Linked DNA regions of Callithrix jacchus: region 1 is linked to region 2. Evidence: chromatin contacts called from public Hi-C data. All regions are on one chromosome and are shown on one strand. The core of a region is the stretch at or near the end of the contact, and the rest is flanking DNA. Distances in the headings are between cores, read along the strand shown. Region 1 holds the start of SORD (sorbitol dehydrogenase). Region 2 holds the start of SPG11 (SPG11 vesicle trafficking associated, spatacsin).

The links. A called contact is a pair of places that touch in the nucleus more often than the background predicts.
Region 1: a Hi-C map of skeletal muscle shows a contact between it and region 2, with 2.7 times the contacts expected there. The contact joins the promoter of SORD here to the promoter of SPG11 in region 2. A contact is called at or near these places in 2 of 3 Hi-C or Micro-C datasets (both in skeletal muscle).

What each region holds. Positions count from the first base shown.
Region 1 is chr8:32,555,543-32,559,112 of calJac240_pri, reverse strand. It overlaps SORD (sorbitol dehydrogenase), which reads right to left and starts at 1,858. Exons shown (of 9, transcript XM_002753413.6): 1 at 1,704-1,858. The coding sequence starts at 1,769.
Region 2 is chr8:32,385,953-32,389,237 of calJac240_pri, reverse strand. It overlaps SPG11 (SPG11 vesicle trafficking associated, spatacsin), which reads left to right and starts at 1,528. Exons shown (of 39, transcript XR_013520914.1): 1 at 1,528-1,784.

The DNA.
Region 1 (3,570 bases), core at 609-3,108, 170 kb before region 2:
CAATAGAGGTAGTCTGCCTGAGGAGTGGAAGACCATGATTTTGAGTTAAGGTGGAACAGAACTTAACTGTGGTTCTACATTTTAGGTGCATGACCTTTAAGCAGGCTCTGAGCAGACAGAGGGCCAAGGGCCCCTCCCTGTGAGGTCTTTTCTCTCTGAGGCTTCCATCAAAGCCATCGCACTATGTCATAATGGTTGACTTTGTCTGCCTCCCTCAGTAAACTTGGGAGCAGGGGCTGTGTCCTCCTCTCTGGGCCCCCAGTCCAGTGCTTGGCATGTGGCAGGCACCCCTTCATCAGAGAATGTTTGTGGAATGAAATACTGAATTGGAAATGACTCTGCAAGCTGTGTAGAGATGTACTACTTTCCCTTACTCATAGTATCATCTGGCATTTGCAACAATAAACACTAACATCCTTACTTTAATTCAGGACCTTCAGTGGAGGCTCCAAACGGTAGAATAAGCATTAGAATGGGGAATATGACCATCTGAGTCCTTTTCTTGGCTCTGTTAACTAACAAAACCTATCACCTTGGGCACGGCACGTTCTTCAACTGAGGAAATGGAGAGTCAGCTGGGTCAGGGGTTCTTAGTCTGGGATCCGCAGACCACTAGAGGGTCTATAGAAGTGCTTAAGGGGAGTCCTTGAACAACCCAAAATTGTTACCAAACTCAGTCTGTTTGCATTCTATGGAGGAAAGAGGGGACACCACAGATTCTTAAATAGTCGAGAACTGCTAATCTGGAGAAACTTCTGAATTCCTGCAGTTTAGATCCTGACACATGTACTTTGAGGGAAAGGAGGTATAGGGGAGCAGCAGAGATAGCTGGCATTCATCCCATATACCCACTGCCATCCCAGGCCCATCTGAGAGAGACTTTGTCAAGGGAGATTTGACATGACCAGGGTGCTAACTCAGCCACTTCCTAAACTCTGGTGCCACAAGCTAGGGAGCAAAAGGCAGGGCCCAGGGCAGAGGGCACACATACAGAATGCTCCTAAAGGACCAGAGGCACAGGATTAGAAAGAAAAACCCCTGGAAAGTGAACCAGATAGGGGTTTAGGGAGAGAAGGAGTCTTACAGACATGAAGACTATCAATATCCAGAAGTATGGCACAGGCAAGGGGAACACCAGGGTTTCTGGAGATAGAGGCTTAGACTGGAAGGAAAGGAGAAGGAGCCGGCACTTCCTGAGCACTTACTAGGTGCTGGGTACTCTTGTGAGCACAATAATCCTGTAAGGTAGGTTTATCAGTAGCAAGCAAGGGGAGTTAAATAGAAGTTTCAGTGTTTTTAAGTGTCCTCTGGCCCCCCTTTCTGCTCTACACTGTCTGCCCAGATAGTGCAGACAGCCTTAGCATTTTCTCTGAAAAGGTCAATGACAAGAAGCTGAACTACGAATCTGCAGCTGGCAAAGAAGAGAGAATGGTTCATTCAATCAGTTTGCAACTGTCCTGGGCACCGGCCACGTGCCAGCCACGGGTTAGGTTCCGGGAGGCACACGACTAGATCCCTGCCCTTCCCAACGGCCGCTACCCGCCGCCCCCACGCCCCGAGGCGAACCAGCTGGGATCAGGGCAGCCCGGGCGCTTAAGGTGCGGGGCCGGCGCCAGGCTGGAATTGGGAAGCCAGGACTGTGGCTGGGCTCAGAGGAGAGTGGGACAGGGTCGGTAGGCTTCCCACCCTCCTTCCTAGCTTACCAGGCGCAAGTCCCCCGGTCCATGCACCACCAGGGAGAGGTTCTCGGGCTTGGCCGCTGCTGCCATGGAGCTCTTCTGGCTCTCGAGTGCAGCCTGGAGCGCGCGGGACGTGCGATCGTTCTGGTGGCTCTGCCCCGCAGAGGGTCCAGGGCACTGGGTGGGAGGCGGGGCCTGGGAGAGGCGGCGCACTCAGGGGCGGGGCGAGGCTTCCTCCTCTGTGACATCTCTGGCGGGCGGCGCCAGCGTGGAGGGGCGGGGCTACCCAACTGCCTCCTGACCCCGGGGCGGAGCGGGGCCTCGGGCAGGGGAACTAGGGGCGCGAAGCCCCGGCGCCGGCTCCACCCGCAGCGCTGTGTTTTTGCCGCCTCACAGCCAAGCACACATAGCTGCCCTGAAAACCGCCTGCGGTGGCAGTAGGCACCAGACCAGTTCTCTCAAACATTAGATGCAGAAGAATAAGGGTGGGGAATGTCAGGAGCTGTTGCAAATCCAGAGACCAGAACCGAGATTCTGATACAATAAGTCTAGGTCTGAGGTGCGGCCAGAGAGTGCGTATTCCTAGCAATGAGAGCGCTGAGGCTGTGGATGGGACACGGTGTGCACTTGGCAAGACAGGTGCTACCATGACGCAGCGTCCATGTCTGCCCCGTTTCTCCAGCCCCCAGCAAAGGGCCTGGCACCAGTAGGAGTGAATCAGTTCGTGCATCATTCCAAGGACTTGGTGCATCAATATAAAAAAGCCATGAGACCGGGCACGGTGGTTCATGCCTGTAATCCCAGCATTTCGGGAAGCCAAGGTGAGAGGATCACGTGAGGTCAGGAATTCGAGACCAGCCTGACTTTTGAAAATTGTTCGAGACCAATATGATGTAATCCTGCCAGGAATTCTAGACCAAGATGATGTAATCCTGTCCCTAAAAACTAGCTGGGCATGGTGGCATGCGCCTGTGATCTTAGCTACTCGGGAGGCGGAGACAGGAGAAACGCTTGAACCCGGGAGACGGAGGTTGCAGTGAGCCAAGATCGCGTCATTACACTCCAGCGTGGGCAACAAGAAGAAAACTCTGTCTCAAAAAAAAAAAAAAAGCCATGAAATGTAATTTGTGAACCTTTTTCTCTCAACTGGTTCTGCTGCTTCTATACAAAGCAGGGTTTCTGTGCAAACTCTTCCAGCCTCGCAGCCCTCTGAGAAACAGTGAAGTTTTACTCTCTGAGGGGGGAGCAGCCTCTAGACAGGCCTAAATCTGTAACGCCCCTCCCTCCTTTGAGGACAGTGCTCCTGGTTTCATTCCCTACCGTTTCCCCTCCCCCATATGTAACAACCCAATGGATTCACCTTGCCTGCTGCCTAGATAGAACCAATTTATCAAGACAGGGTAATTGCAATAGAGAAAGAGTAATTATGCAGAACCAGCTGTGCAGGAGACTAGAGTCTTATTATTGCTCAAATCAGGCTCCCCAAGCAGTCAAACATGTGGATCAGAGTTTTTAAGGATAGTTTGATGGGTGGGGAAAGACTTTTTTAAAGCCACTCAGGAGTGCTGATTGGTTGGGTCAGATATGAAATCATAGGGAATCTAAGCTGTCTTTTTGGGCTGAGTTAGTTCCTGGGTGGGAGCTACAAGATCATATGAGCCAGTTTATCAGTCTGATTATGCCAGCTGATCCATCAAGTGTAGTCTGCAAAATCTTTCAAGCACTGATCTTAGGCTTTACAATAGTGTTGTTATCCCCAGGAGCAATTTGGGGAGGATCAGATTCTTGTAGCCTCCTTCTGTGTGACTCCTAAACCATCATTTTTATTCTTTTGGCTAATTTGTTAGTTCTACAAAGGCAGTCTAGTCCCCAGGCAAGAAGGAGTTTTGTT
Region 2 (3,285 bases), core at 279-2,778:
ACCCAGCTAATACTAAATTTTTTAATTTTTTTAGAGAGACAAGGGTCTCCCTGTGTTGCCCAGGGAGGATTCCAGTGATTCTCTCTACTTGGCCTCCCAAAGTGCTGGGATTACAGGCATGGAAAGAATGTCCTGATTTTAAGGGACAAGGCCTTGTTGTAGCTAACACAAGTATAACCTTAGAAATTGCTTTAATGTTGCCATTTTTTCTAGAGAGAAAATAGCCTCAGCTGAGCTTAGAAGGTTGAATATATCTCCATTGTAATAGAAAATGTTTGGTTTCAGCCAGGTGCAGTGGCTCATGCCTATAATCTTAGCACTTTGGGAGGCTGAGGCAAGTAAATCACCTGAGGTCAGGAATTTAAAACCAGCCTGGCCACCATGGTGAAACCCTGTCTCTACTAAAACACAAAAATTAGCCAGTTGTGGCCTGTGCCTGCAATCCCAGCTACTCTGGAGACTGAGGCAGGAAAATTGCTTGAGCAGGAAAGGCGTAGGTTGCAGGGAGCTGAGATCATGCCACTGCACTCAGGCCTGGGTGACAGAGCTAGACTCCACCTTAAAAAAAAAAGGTTTCATTTTGACAAATAAGATCATGCATTCATGAACAAATGCTGGAGTACCTTTCATGAAATAGGCACTGTTTTAAGTACTAGCGGGGACAGTAGTGAGCAACAAAGTCCCTGCTCTTTTGAAGTTTACATTTTGATTGGACAGGAACTGGCAGAAGATAGTATTTATCACAAGTAGTGATAAATACTATGATTAAAAACAAAACTAGGTAAGAGAGACTGCAGTAGAGGGGACTTTAGATTGACTGGTCCAGAGAGGCCTGTCAATAGAGGTTTCATTTATGCTGAAATGTTCTGAATATGGAAAATGATGTGTTGATAAGAAGGTACTGCTATCTTTTAGCAGTCTTTTCCGAATGCCTACACAACCCCTCTTCTCATCTCAAAGCCTTTGCTGCTTTGCTGCTCTCCTTCTCTGCTGATGATCTTGGATCATACTCTTGAGACAACAGACAGGAACTCTACCATCTTCACCCCTTACTGACTCCGTGTCTTTTCCTGTTACAAGGGACATTATTTGACTTCAACTTTCGGGTCAACACCCTCATTATGGATCCACGCTTAAGACTTGGTCCATTCTACCAAGGAAATGGCACCACCCTAGAGTCTGTAAGCAAACGCAGTAAGAAAAGAGGCAGAAACTGGGTTCCAGGGGAGCAGGAGGCAGTTGGACCAAGAAGGCAAAGGGTAATGCCGCAGAGCAAGAACAGCTGCAAGGACCTGCTCCGCTAAGCTAGGCCTTCAAGCATGCCAGGCTAGTAAAGCAGACTGGGACTGGGGCCAGGGCAAATGTGGCTTTGCTGGAGAGGCTGGTACCGCCCCCAACAGGAAAGGAATGGAACCGACCAGAGACAGCCGAGAGGTCCTGCGGGAGTCACGAGACCGAGCGTGAGCCGCTGCGTATACCGCGCATGCCCATTGCAGTCAGGTTCCGGCTAAAGTGACCGGAAGTAACGGCCGGGCCAAGATGGCTGCAGAGGAGGAGGTTGCGAGTGCTGCTGCCGCCCGCACTGCGGTCATGGGGCAGGTTCTACCCATGCTGTTGGTGCGGGTCCCCGCCGAAGCTATGGGGCAGCTGGGCTCCCGCGCGCAGCTGCACACACAACAAGAGGTTCTGGGGAGCCTGACAGCTGCGGGCAGCCTCCAAGTGCTTTCTTTGGCGCCTGGCAGCCAGGGCGCGGGTCGCTGCTGCCTGGAGGGTCCCTTCTGGCAGTAAGTGCTGGGGAGAGCTGGGCAGTGGGGGGAGTACGGAGCTGGCCGAGCCCCAAGGGATCATGCCGAGGTTTCCCTGCAGGTGTAGAGGTGGCGGGAGAGGGGTGACAGCCGCAAGAAACGCCCCAGAGGTGAGCCTGGTTTCCTTTAAGAACCTTTCCCTCGACCTCAAGCGCTCTCCTTGTTGCATCCCGGTAGCCCAGCTCCCTTGTTCTGGGTGGGAGGAGACGACATCCAGCTCCTCTGCCACCTGCGGCGAACTCGGAGAGGGTTCCAGCTGAGGCGCTGATTCCTTCTTTATTCAACACAGGTTGATTAACAGTGAGAGGGTCGAGTCTCATGCCCTTTTCTTCTTTCAGTTAAAGATGACAGCTGAGGATCATCTCTAGTTTGAATCATCCTGATACCTTTTTCATGTCCTTGAAATGAATAGCGTTTTCCTTCAAATATAGTGCTCTTCTTTAAGGACAGAGTCCAGTTTGTCCCTTCACTTACTCAACAAATACGTGTGCCTGCTGTTATATAGGAGCAGTGCCTAAAAAGTTGAGTAAGACAGTTTCTTGTGAAGCGCGCATGTTTTGGGAAGACGAACATAATTACAATAATGCATTAAATTCTACTTCTGTAACTCTCAGTTCAGTACTTAAGACTTTACATCATAAAGTTTGGGAGTGCCTTCTTGGTGTTTTGAATGGGCTTGTTTTTTTTTAAAAGGTAACTTCGCTGTTGCCCAGGCTGTAGTGCAGTAGCTCAGTCACGGCTCACGGCAGCCAGCCTCAACCTCCCGGGCTCAGCATCCCGAGTAGCATAGCTAGAACTACAGGTGTGCGCCACCAGGCCTGGCTAATTTTTCTGTTTATTGTAGATATGAGGTCTCACTATGTTGCCTAGACTAGTCTCAAACTGCTGAGCTCAAGTGATCCTCCCTCCTCTGCCTGCCAAAGTGTTGGGATTACAGGCGTGAACCACTGAGCCTGACCTTTTTTTTTTTTTTTTTTTTTTTTTTAAATAAGTGTTTTCAAAACTCTTTAAGACGAGTAGCCAAAAGATGTCTTATTCATCTTGGAAGCTTCAGCTCCTCTAACAGTTCCTGACACTTAGAGATTAATTTGATAAATGAGTGAATGCTTAGCCTCTTCTGGGTTTGTCTTCCCTACCCTTGATGTCTAGTTGCTAGGAAGAGGAATCTTTGCATTTGGTTTATAAACTATTCCTTATAAACTAAGTTATTTATAAACTAGCTTAGGGGAAGTTAGTTTATTTAGCAGTATCAAGTACCTATAATTGTGGCTCTGTAAAGAGAGGAATGGGGCAGAAAGAAAAGAAGTAGAAATCATTAGGTGTTTGAGAACCCAGCAGAGAAGGTAAGACCCACATGACATAAAGGAGGCATTCATATGCTAGTTCATGAAATTTGAGTGGAGGAGGACCAAGAAAGGTATTTTTAATTTTTTTATTTGAATTGAATTTTAATTGAGTTAAAACACTTCACAGGGTGGCA